2 separate regions of the Gossypium hirsutum genome follow, and region 1 is linked to region 2. Evidence: chromatin contacts called from public Hi-C data. All regions are on one chromosome and are shown on one strand. Each heading gives the region's core, a stretch centred on a gene start, on an enhancer-like site or on the middle of the called end of the contact. The rest is flanking DNA. Distances are from core to core; before and after follow the strand shown. Region 1 holds the start of LOC107921984 (WEB family protein At5g55860). Region 2 holds the start of LOC107922043 (transmembrane emp24 domain-containing protein p24beta2).

The links. A called contact is a pair of places that touch in the nucleus more often than the background predicts.
Region 1: a contact with region 2 is called in a Hi-C map of hypocotyl, with 2.1 times the contacts expected there. The contact joins the promoter of LOC107921984 here to the promoter of LOC107922043 in region 2. A contact is called at or near these places in 5 of 34 Hi-C or Micro-C datasets (fibers, hypocotyl, leaf and 1 more).

Annotation. Positions count from the first base shown.
Region 1 is chrD01:12,323,982-12,329,906 of Gossypium_hirsutum_v2.1, forward strand. LOC107921984 (WEB family protein At5g55860) reads left to right here and starts at 4,374. Exons shown (of 5, transcript XM_041087056.1): 1 at 4,374-5,035; 2 at 5,296-5,378; 3 at 5,487-5,538; 4 at 5,792-5,925. The coding sequence starts at 5,525.
Region 2 is chrD01:12,139,965-12,146,117 of Gossypium_hirsutum_v2.1, forward strand. LOC107922043 (transmembrane emp24 domain-containing protein p24beta2) reads right to left here and starts at 4,496. Exons shown (of 5, transcript XM_016851872.2): 1 at 4,352-4,496; 2 at 3,595-3,806; 3 at 2,799-2,985; 4 at 2,598-2,705; 5 at 1,608-1,917. The coding sequence starts at 3,804. The coding sequence ends at 1,784. It overlaps LOC121213844 (protein NOI4), which reads left to right. Exons shown (of 3, transcript XM_041087050.1): 2 at 789-974; 3 at 1,117-1,399. The coding sequence ends at 1,161.

The sequences.
Region 1 (5,925 bases), core at 3,124-5,623, 180 kb after region 2:
TCCGGTAAATAATAAAATACCGGGCCCATTTTGATAAATTTTAAAAAAATAGGGCTTTTCTGATATTTTGCCCGGTATAAAGTGTCAATATTTTTTTGTGGAAGATATTTGTGAGATTCATTGAGATTATAATTATTCAAATTTTAAGACTAGTGGGTTCTTGTATTGGGCTACTTCTTCAGGAACTATGCGGAAAGAGGGAATTCTTTTTCTGGCCCAGTCCATCCTACATGCTCCAAGGTTAAATTTTGTTATTAGTCTTTCTACTTTACAAAAATTATAAATTTGGTCTCTATACTTTAGTTTGATCAATTTTAGTCTTTATATTTTTCGAATTGGTCAATTTTAGTCCCTGTTATTTAACATTCTATACTGTATTTTAGTAATTGCATTCACTTTTGCCTCAAACTAATTTGTCTAAAGGCAATATTTGTATACATAACTGTCATAGACCGCAAATCAAAGTTTGTTATTAAAGCACGTAAAATAATTTTTGAAGGTTAATTAATTAAATGAGACTCATTTAACTCATTTGAATTGGCTCAATTTGTAGAACAAATGGAGAAATTTTTTTACTTGAAGCCTTGGATGCTCAATGAAATACTCCAGTAAATTAGAGTTATCAGGGTAAATATTTTGTAGCCTAAGGGATAATATTGTATAGTATTTAAATCCCTTAGGATTTTCATCTTGTAGATAAGCATTAATCTTAATTGTTAATGCAATTTAAACTGTATCATTGGATCTGGGAAGCTCAACTATAAATAGAGGTCTTTTCCCTTATTTGTAATCATCTCATCCAGAGTTACTAAATATATTTGAGACATCCAGAGTTACTAAATATATTTGAGACAGGGGTGAAGCCAGAACAATTTTTTAGGGGCAGCCGAATGAAATTATAATTTTTTATAGTCTATATCTTTATAAATTTTAAAGGATTAAATCAAATTTTTATAATTTTAGGGGGCAAAGTGTAATTTTACCTTTACTAATTTAAAATTTTAAAATTTTTTAAAAGGCCTAAATAGTAATTTTCCATTCTTTAAAGGGCCTAAATATCAATTTTCTATTTTATGGTTTAGGTGCTTTTTTATGGTTTTTCTGTTTGTTCATTATGTCTTCGTTTTCGTGTTTGCTTCCCTTAAGTTTCAGTGATGCCTTAGAGGATTTTTTTTTTTGTGAATTCTGGCCTTTTCAAGAGTAGGCTAACTTATTCAACTTTAAAGCTAAGGAATCGTTTAAGGTCGCGCAATTTATTAGACTAAAATTCTAATCTCGTGAAACAAGAACGTTCATCCCCTCAAGAGCCTAAAAATGATTTTGCAATAAAGCAAGGTGGGTTACAACAAGGTCATTAACTAAAAAAACCCTGGCAACCCTAATCAACAGGGGAAGTCAAAAAATTGCTTTAGGAAGTCAAAGATGAATCGTAAATGTTTTGAGGACTAAAGTGAAAATTTATCATTATACTAACCTATAATTTTATAAACTTCAAAAGGGCTAAAAAGTATATTTACGGTCAAGAGCCATTACCTGCACCCTATCTTCATCCCAAGGGCGGCAGAAGGAGGTTGGCAAGGTCTTTGGTTCCTCTTAAAAATGGAAATCTAAATTTTGGTCCCTTAAAACTTGTTTTAAATTAGTAAATAATAAAATTACATTTAACTCCCAAAATAATAAAATTTTAATTTAATCCTTTAAATAAATTATTAAAATATATATATTATTAAAATAATAAACTTACATTTTACCTCTCATCAAATCTTATAATTTAATTTCAGAACCTAAAAAGGTTTTGTGACTTTGACACCTGTCTATAGCCCTACTAGTCAAGAGACTGCCCCCTTCCCGAAGCATGTCAAGAAGAACCACTAGTGAAAACTTAAAGGTGCCAACCTTTGTTGAAATTGGTGCTGTAGAATTTGCTCGCTGCAAGCCAAGCAACTTGTTGTGCTCGTAGATGGGAGAGGTGAGGAGCTTGAGGGATTCTACTGTATGCTCAGAAAAAAAAAAAGGTGCATACGTTATATCAAAATTTTTAACGTTATACCAATACCAACATTATAAATTTTAATAAACGATAAAAATTTGATATATGTTTTTTCTAAGTAAAATTTTCAGAAGATATCGATAAGGGAAAAGTACATTAGGTGCAAGGTAAAGAGTGTGGAAAGAGCTTGGAAGAATTAGGAAAGCTGATAGATTGGTGAAGCAACCCTACCCATCTGATGCTACTGGTACCTCATTTGAAGAACAAAATAGTGTCGTCACAACCGCAATGAATTTCAATCTTTGTTGATGATTTTCTTCCTACTGGCAACCAAACATAAGCTAGTAGGTCTAGCTTTAATCTCTACCTACTCATAAACTAATATTGCCCTTTCTGAAATGAAAACATAAGGTGGAAGATACATTAGTTTAATGAAACAATTTTGAGCTTCCCTTTTTTCCTCACATCCCACTTAACTTTGAAATGGGGGTCTACAGTTTTCTTGTAAAAACAAAGTTGAACTTTGAAGTTACTACATACAGATTCATGGGACATGGAAATCAAATATTAAGTAGTGCATGCCAATGCCATCCAATATAATCCCTTCTTAAGTTTGGGTCCATTTACAGGTCATACATAAAATTTGTACTTTTTATTGCTGTCCCACAACCGCCTAAAGAAGCAGAGGCTAGGTAGCTGTAAGCTGTATTGCTAATTGCTATCCGACAAAAATGCTCTGAGGTTGAGATTGAGAGAGTTGCATTCATTAATTTTAATCAAGAGAGGTTCAAAGGTTATGTTTTGTCTGTTGTCCTACAAGCAAACCAAGTTTCCCTTCCTCTCAATCCATACATTTTCTCTATAATCTTAAAACTTTTAAAATACTCAACTATTAGATTCTATAGTCTCGTGAATTTAGTACATATACGTTAATTTGATCAAATTTAATCTCTATATTCTTTGAATTGGTCAAGTTTAATCCCTATATTTTTTAATTTTTAAAAGTTCAGTTTTGACCAAACAGTAATAGTTAAAATCTGTTTCGTTAAATTCTACTATTAGTCCTACGTTGTGCGAAAAGTTATAGATTTAGTTAGTGTTCTTCAACTGAATCATTGTTACTCGCTATATTTTTTGAATTTTAGAATTTTAGTCTTAATGTAAACCATAGTCGTTAAAATTTTTAATTGATTTTTTTTGTGAGTAACATGTGAAAAAACAATCTGACATGACATTATATATGCGATTATATATTTGTCGTGTTAATTTTTAAAAATAACATAACTTAATAAACTTAATAAACTTAATAACTAACATTTGATCCTAACTAAAATTTTCAAATACTAAAAATACAAAAATTAAAAATGACCAAAATGAAATATAAGAATTAAATCCACACACAAATTATTAATGAAATTTAACCTATTGCAAATTTATTCATATTTTCTGTTAAAATCAAGACCAAAGGAAAAAAAAATTCTACTTGTTTACCATTTGAATCAACCTTACAAGATCATGTTATCATTAAGGTTGGAAAATACTTTTAAAACGTGTATTTTAAAGTTTGATATTATCTATCATTGTAAAAAGTGTTTATGAAAAAAAAGGGTTAAAATATGTATTTCAAACATGGAGAGAGATTCATTTGCAAAGGTAGTAAAATTAACAATTTGTTTATGCTTATATTTTAACAATTCAACCGTCAAATTTTATATCTGATTAATATAATTCAGGATATCAAATTTGGAGTAAAGAAAATCTTTTAACTATTTATTTTCTGTAAAAAAACTTTTAAACATTAAATATATTTTAATATAAACAATATTTTAAATTGATATAATAGAGATATTAGATCAATTCGAAAGTTTACATACATGCTAAGTACAATTATATTAATAAATTCAACGATTGAATTATTAAAATATCAATGATAAAAAATTATGAAAGGGTGTAAAATCATATTAAATTTACAACGGTGTTAGTATCTTTCCCAAATTTAAAAAAAAATGTTAAACTTCTTTAATGATAATAAGAAAGCAATTTTGAATAGTAAGTTGTGGCCTATTAATAAGGATTAGTTTGAATTTGAATCAAAAGATAAAAAATTTTGTTATGTGGGTTGATTTAAAATTTTGTTTTGATTTTAACCACGGAAGTTAGGTGATATGATAATATCTAGTCAATGATCGAGGATTAAATTTTCATATTAGATATGAAATAAATTTAAATTTTGTGTCAATATTTACTCTTTTAATGAACCTACTGAATGCGTTTATACAATAACTAAAGGAGGACAAAATGGAAAACAAAAAAAAACAAAAAAAAAAAGTAAAGAAAAGAAGAAACAAACAATAAATACAAGAGTGAATGAGAAAGATGGGAGCAGCAGCAATGCAAGTAATTGTATCCATAACCAAACCTCTTTAACAAACACATTTTTCTTTCAGTCATTGTCATTTCGTCACTTCTCAGCTGCCATCACTCTAGACTTTTAACGTGCCAACCCTGACCATTCTTCACATAACTAGTATCTTTCAGACAAAACTACCCTTTCATTTTAAGACATTCTACAACACTGTCCAAGAAGTACAATCTTGGAAAGCCTGCCTCTCCATCAAGGAAACAGTCTCTCCTGCTTTCTCTCTCTTCATTGTCTTTGCCGATGTAAATTTTTGTCTCAAACTGCTTTCGAATATTCAAACTCTCTTCCTCTTTATCTCTCTCTAAAGTTGCAATTTTTACTATTTGAAACCTTCAAAAACAAAAACAAAAAAATACTAGCAAAAAGGAAGATAGTTAGCTCCCCTCCCCCCTTTTGATTAAAACCCACGAAATCTTTTTCCAAGAAGCCTAGTTGTTTCTTGGCAGAGAATTTTTTATCAAATTTTCTTGGGAGATTCCTGTCGAAAGCTTGGGTATTTCTTGGTGGATTTTGGTCGTTAGGTTGAAAGACTAAAAGGGTTTTTATTTTATAGAAAGAAGGAATAGTATGAAGATCAAAGAAGATGGTCATGAAGCTGTGAAGGGCTTTTAGCTTTAGACAAGGTGCTTCTCTCCCCACCCCCCTCTTTCTTTTTTTTTCATTTGAAGACTTTTTGTTTCTGGGTTTTAAATTTTTTTTTCTTTTGGTTTAAGCAGTTATAGGCAAATTTTCTGACATGGAATTTTGTTTGTTTTGTTAAATTGTCTTTTACTTTTCTTTTGACTTCTATACTGGAGGCATCAATTTTGTCATGTTCTTGAATTCTAGAAAAATTTTCTTAAAGATATTTCTTCCTTTCTTTTATTGTTTGATGTTGAGCTAGGGTTCTGTTGCTTTGAATTTCTAGGAGAGAAAAGTTAAAGCTTCCTAGCCAATTTGGTTGAAGACTTGAGAAGGATATTTAAGGTATGGTGAGCTTCATTCATAGTGTGATTTTCATGATGATGTTGAAATCTTGGTGATTTTGACCAGTTTTTTACTGGAATAATCTATTTTCATTTATGTACATTGTAGTGAGGATTTTATATGAACTTTTGGGTAGTCTAGGACAGATGTATAACACAAGGTTTCACTTCTTAAACTTATTATCTCTCTTTTGGTTAGTGCATTTTTTCACTGCCCGAAATTACTGGTCTATGTTGTGATCAGCTCATCTTATTAAGACGTTTAGCCATACAGTAATGCCAAAGAATCAGTTGGCTGAAGAGACTAGAAATTTCTTTGAGATTACATTTCTTATTCATTCCTCTGAGACATGTTGGTGATTGGGAGCTCACATCGCCGTCTTATTTTTTCTTTATTGAACTTGTGAACTTCAGAGTAATAACGAACAAGCAAAACATTATGGTTGCAAAGGGACGCCAGAATGCCACTGACTCTCAGAAAGTGGAGGTGGGAGAGATAGATACTAGTGCACCTTTCCAATCTGTTAAAGATGCTGTCACTCTATTTG
Region 2 (6,153 bases), core at 3,246-5,745:
GGGGTAGGGAGTAAGGGTTGTCTAGGGATTGAATTCGTGCGTAGTGTCAGCTGAAGACTTGAACACAAATCCTTTTCCACTCCATCTTGTGGTTCAGTCTACGAAGTTTCATTTGTTTGTTCTTAATATTGCAAAGCATGCCAACAAATTTTGTGGTTGTTAAATAAATGGAATTTACTAAGTTGAAGCTGAAGTTATGTAACTCCCTTATAGTAATTAGCAGCTTTGATTTAGCAGTTTCACTGGCATTTTAGATGTTTAGATTGTATCAGTGATCTTATCTTCAATTGAATGTGTTGCATTCTAATTGTATTTAGCTATTGAAGTAGTTTCTAGTTCAGAATAGAAAAGCTTTATCGCAATGTTTGATCTCAACAGAAATTATAGTCTATAATGACATTGAAAATGAAAAACATCTAATGTCTTACACCAATAAGTACCTTGGCTGCTTGAGAATCAATTAAGAGTTGGTTATTATATCCTCTGTTTCCTTTTACCTCCTTTTAGAGTTTAAGAATCATCAATGCCAGACTATTTTCTTGCTTATTGATTGCGGATGAATTGTTCATTTTGTGATTGTAATCTATCTTTACGCTTGTTGAGAACTCTCAGGACTAGCAACTAACTGGCTTGTTACAACTGGTAATTGAATACTTTGTTGCTATTAGCTGCTTAGTGAAACTTATACATGCTATAGTTTTGCCAGGTTAAGTTGACAGTTTTTCTGTCTACGTGTTTCGATTTTAAGGGTCTTAACGGGACATTTCACTTTTTATTTTGTGCAATAGGAGGAAAAGGGTCGGCCATTGCCAAAATTTGGTGAATGGGATGTCAACGATCCTGCATCTGCTGAGGGATTCACTGTGATCTTTAATAAGGCAAGGGACGAGAAGAAAACAGGTGGCAAACCTGAGTCACCGGCAAAGTCTGATTCTAATGTTAAGCCTGGAGCTGATCCTGGCAAAACCCAACCTGTAAGTAACATCTAATGATTTGTTCTTGGCATCTAGCTGCATATGTTAGGCAGTGGTGATAACCTATTCTTGACCAACTGTAAAAAAATAACAATTTGCTTTGGTATTGCTTACAATGATCGTTATCAACTGTTTTTTTCAGAAAAAATGGTTTTGCTGCGTTCAAGCCCCGCCTGCGGAATCTTGACGATGCTCTACTCGTATAAGACATAAGAGCTTCCACAAGTATATTGAAGCCCCACCATATATTCCTAAACAAGATAGGGTCTGTAAGGCTTGATAAGCCCTTCTGGATTTTTCTTTGTGGTGTAAAATTTAATTCTGGTGGGAGGGAGAAGTAAAGAAGACAAAACACTTACTGTATCTATATTTATTGATTTGGTGGGATGTTATTAGAAGCTGTGGTATTTCATTGTCTTTTGCCATCCTTGTGTTACAAGCCATAGAACTTTCACGTGACACATTCCTTCTTCATGTTGTTATACATGTGATTGGTGTGTTTTTCGAAAAATTCTATTTCATTTTGTCTCAACATGCATAAGAACATCATATGCCTCTAAAGTTTGCATGAGTAGCAACCGATGGCTGATGAACATAATGAAACCATGGAACCATAAACAATTTTAGCAGAAATAACTTGAACCAATCATGCTTTATATAGTTTATGTTTACTCAACAATGATAAATCTAAAGACTTAAAAACAGAAAACGTCACTGATTTCATAAATTCATGTATGTATCAAGTGCCTGAGATGACAATAGTCTGCATGATCCTATAGCTAATGAAACATTGCAGTGCAGTGCTAAAACTAAACCCGGGACATTCCAAGCTTTCGTTCAAAAAGGCGGCGGAGTAGGTAAACTTGAAGAACACTGGCTCCAATTAGTGCTGCAGATTCGTAAAAGGCCTTGTGAACTGCTCTTTTACTCATGGCTTCATTTACTGCATTTATAGTAACAGAGAATCATTAGAAGAAAAAGTAATCAACTGGAAAGGAATCATGAGAGCAATTCAAGCAATGCCTACATTAAAGGGTTCTTTTTCCTTGTATAATATCTATTAGCACCAGCATCTCAAAAACATATATTTTTTTTATCATACAATATTGGGGGAAGGGGAAAGGGTGACAAGATTTGAACCCATGTCATCTAGGAAAGAGCTCTAATCATTGCTCTAACCAAGTCTTGACAAAAAAAAAAAAAACATGGTTTCACCTAAATTCTTTTTCATCCTCACGATATGCAACAAAGCTTAGATTACTTCTATGATTTATATATATATATATAAAACATGCATATTTACATGCATCGAAACAAACTCTTCAGCCATTCAGTGAGCAAAATATGGCGAAAAGTGACTCCTAGCATACAAATCTAAAGTATCTAATAAACATAGTTTAGCAACCTAAATCATATAAGTTTTAAAACATAACGAAGTGACACTTTATAGTAATTCACAATTGAATCTAACAATTGTCTCGAATTGATTCAAGGTAAAGGCTTCAGCTACCTATGAGTTTGAAGTTATGGTAACAGATAAACAAGTCTCAAAGGTATCAATGATGTAACATCGTCCACAACTGTCTGTAATTAAAAACAAAAAAGTGTTTAATATGAATATACCTATTGCCTGACGTTCTGTCTGAGCCTCTAACCAGTGCTGTTCAAACTGGATGTTATAAAGAGCTTCCTCTAACTTAGATATTTGTTCTAACAAAGGGTTGAAATGCTCTGCAGATAAGCATGAGAATAGCACTCAGTACTCTTTATATTAAAGGTTCAACAGCAGAAGAGAAACATAAAAGCAAACAGAAAACGACTCACCATCCTTTGCATGCTGATCATAGTATGTAAAATGACTTTCATGTACATCAAAGTCGACCGTTTCATAGTAAGGAGATTTATTACTGAAACAGAAATGGTGAATTCCTTTTTGATGAGCAACAAACTCAAATTTCTCACTTATCTTGTCTCGAAAGTCTTGAATCTGATCACCGGTAGGTCCCTTCACCTAGTAACCACAACAAGTAGCAAGTAAAATAAGATTGTTAATTTGAGTTCCTGAACAGTTTATGCAAATAGGCAATTCAAAAGAAAAAGGGAAAATCTTTATGTTCATCTTATCGTATGACTTGAAAGCACTATAAGTAAAAAAATTTATGACCCTATTTTCAGAATCCAACTTATTCAGATCAAGACAACTTATTACCACCTAAAGCACCATGGAACTTTGTAGAGAAAGAACAACCCCTAATAATCGCCTTTGCAGCTGATAGGTTCCTAAAAGTGGAACATTTGGAATCTGTTTCCATTTCTTGTCCAATACAAGAGTATATTGTTGATGGACTAGAAACTTATGTTTTTCATGTAATACAAACTATAATTTCAAATTCGATTTTGGACTTTGAGAAAAGGGCTCATAATCAGTATAAGTAATAGAGGAGTCAGATCTGATATAGATCCACAAGATCACCAAATCTAAAACACTATTCTCTTGCAGTTCACACTCTTAACTATGCCCTAAGTAAGAAACTGAACTACATGCTAGCAGTTGAAGCATAAGGCACGAATGACAATGTCGAAACCAAATTAGCCGTAATAAGGAGAAGAGGAAGCTTACCACCAGATCAACACCCTCATGACTATTATGCCAAGTTGAATCAGCCTTGATGACAACAAACGACACATGAATTGTATCCCCTTCATACTTAACATCGTGAGAGAAGCATTCTTCTCTATCAATTACGAATCTAATTCCATACACGGCATTCGGGCTACACAAGAATGCTAGCAATGCAACAGCTACAAATACAAGGAACCCGATTTTCATCTGCAAATTACATAGTCAACGGATCCAAGTTATGAAACATGATAAACAATATGAATATATTGCACTAGTTTGATTGTACATGCAGCAAAGTATATAAAATCAAATGCTAAGAGATTAATGCTTTTCAAAAACCACTGGGAATTAAAAAAACCATGAAAACTAATCATTTATAAACAGTAACAACAGAAATTCCGCGAGAAATACCGAAACAAGTCATGGAATTGAAAACCCAGAGAAATTCCCACCATCTTTTTCCTTTTTCTTATCCTTCAAGTTCATGATAATTGATTAAAACCAAGAAATTTTTTAATACCAAAAAACATTAAAAAAACTAGAAACCTGTTCGAACCTGAAAATTCCCAAGCAAAACCCACAATAATTAAAGCAAAAACAAAGAAGAAAGCATATAAACAAGGTGGGATTAGACGAATGATCTATTCAGTGTATTAGGAAAAAGGCAGGAAAACAATTCAAAACTAGATCAAAACTATGAAAGTCAAAAACAAAAGCTACGAAATTTAATTAAAAATATTAAATAAAGTTTACCTTTTGGGTGTTTTTTTTTCTTTGCCTTATTTGAAGAGTTTAGAAGAAGGTGAGAGATTAGATCTTTCGAGGCGTTTTGAAGACAGAAACAGTACAAGAGATGCAGAGAGAAGAGTTATATAGGAGTTCGGCACTTTTGAAGAGGGGTCTAATGAGGCTGTCTTTGACATGGTAATAATCACCTGTATCTCACCTACACAATAACATCCTTTTCTAATGAAGTTCCAGCGTTGCCCTGTTGTCTTTTTTTTAATGGTTTTGAAATTTATTTGAAGTTGTTTTTCATAATAAAATGGGTAAATTACGCTAGCAGTCACTCAATTTTGGGTAGCTAACAAAACAGTCACTTAAGTTTTATTTCAGTTACTCAACTTTTAAAAAATAATAAAACGGTCACTAACATTATAAAAAAGTGACAAAACAATCACTGATTAACTAGCTGATGTGGCAAGTTAACTAGCTGATGTGGCCAATTAACTTGTCACGTTAGATGTCCACAGTGGAAATCCACCCAATTTAAGAAGAAATTGAAAAAAACACTAAAAAAATCCTTAATAACAGAGAAGAAGAGGAGACTGTAAAAAAAAAATTCTTCTTTGCCTAATTTGGTAGGGTCTGATTCTTTGCCATTGAAATACCATGTCTTTGCTCTTCTTCTTCTTCTTGGCTCTCTTCCTCTATAACCTTTCGCCATTGTTGGCGGTAGAGGTGCTCATCCGAAATATGGGAGGGTTTGGGTAAAAATATAGGCTCGAAATATGGGCTTGGGCAAAAAAATAAGGCCCATTTAGAAAACGGGCCGAGCCTCGAGCACTACTTTTTTTGCCCGAGCTCGGCTCGGCCCGATATAATAAATATATTTATTTTTTAAATTTTTTAATTTTAAAATATTTTTAAAATACTTTTTTTTATTATTTTTTAATTTTAAAATACTTTTTAATTTTTTTTAATTTTAAAATATTTTTAAAATACTTTTTTTAATTTTTAAAATAAATTTTTGGTATTTATTAAAAAAATGGGTCGGGCCAGGCCGGACTCGGGCTTATGATTTTTTCCGGGCCGGGCCTGAGCAAAATTTTAGGCCCATATTTTGAGCTGGGTCGAAATTTGTTATGGGCCCAGCCCAAACCTAGCCCAAACCCAGTCCGGCCCGGCCCATGAGCACCTCTAGTGGGTCTTGTGGTTTTTCCAGATTGGGATGCAATTTACTGTTCAAATCCCATGTCACTAGGAGGCGGCTACAGAAGTGCATTGGGGCGCCTTTTCTTCAAGACCAATGACATGGTTCAGGCTATTGAAGCTCCTGACTCCGTACGAAACAAAGTCTCCTTTATTTTTGGGTTTCTTGATGGAGAGGTCTTATTGAAAGGTAAGGCCACTCCCACCCTACGTTAACCTCACTAGTCATCACTTGATATAATGTCGGCATCTTTATCTTTAACTAGCAGTACCATGTTGCCACATTGTAATTTTATGACTAATAACCAAAATTGACTTATGGGTTAGTTCATGCATAAGCATCTAGAATCCCATTTATTCATCTTTTCTGTGAAACTCAATTAATGTGATGTGAGATTGTGGATGTCATCTCCACTAATACATGTTCCTTCATGCATTGTGCTGGAAAGCTGACGGTCTTGGATCATCAATGGATTCAAGTAATTTTGAGCCACCTGAGCTGAGGGTAAGAGCAATAGACTTCCGATATGGTGGCGAGAGCGAGGTCAAGCTACAGATCACGTATATTGATGAGAATACCAGACTAGGAAAGGGCTCTAGAGGTTCTTTATTTGTATTTCGAAT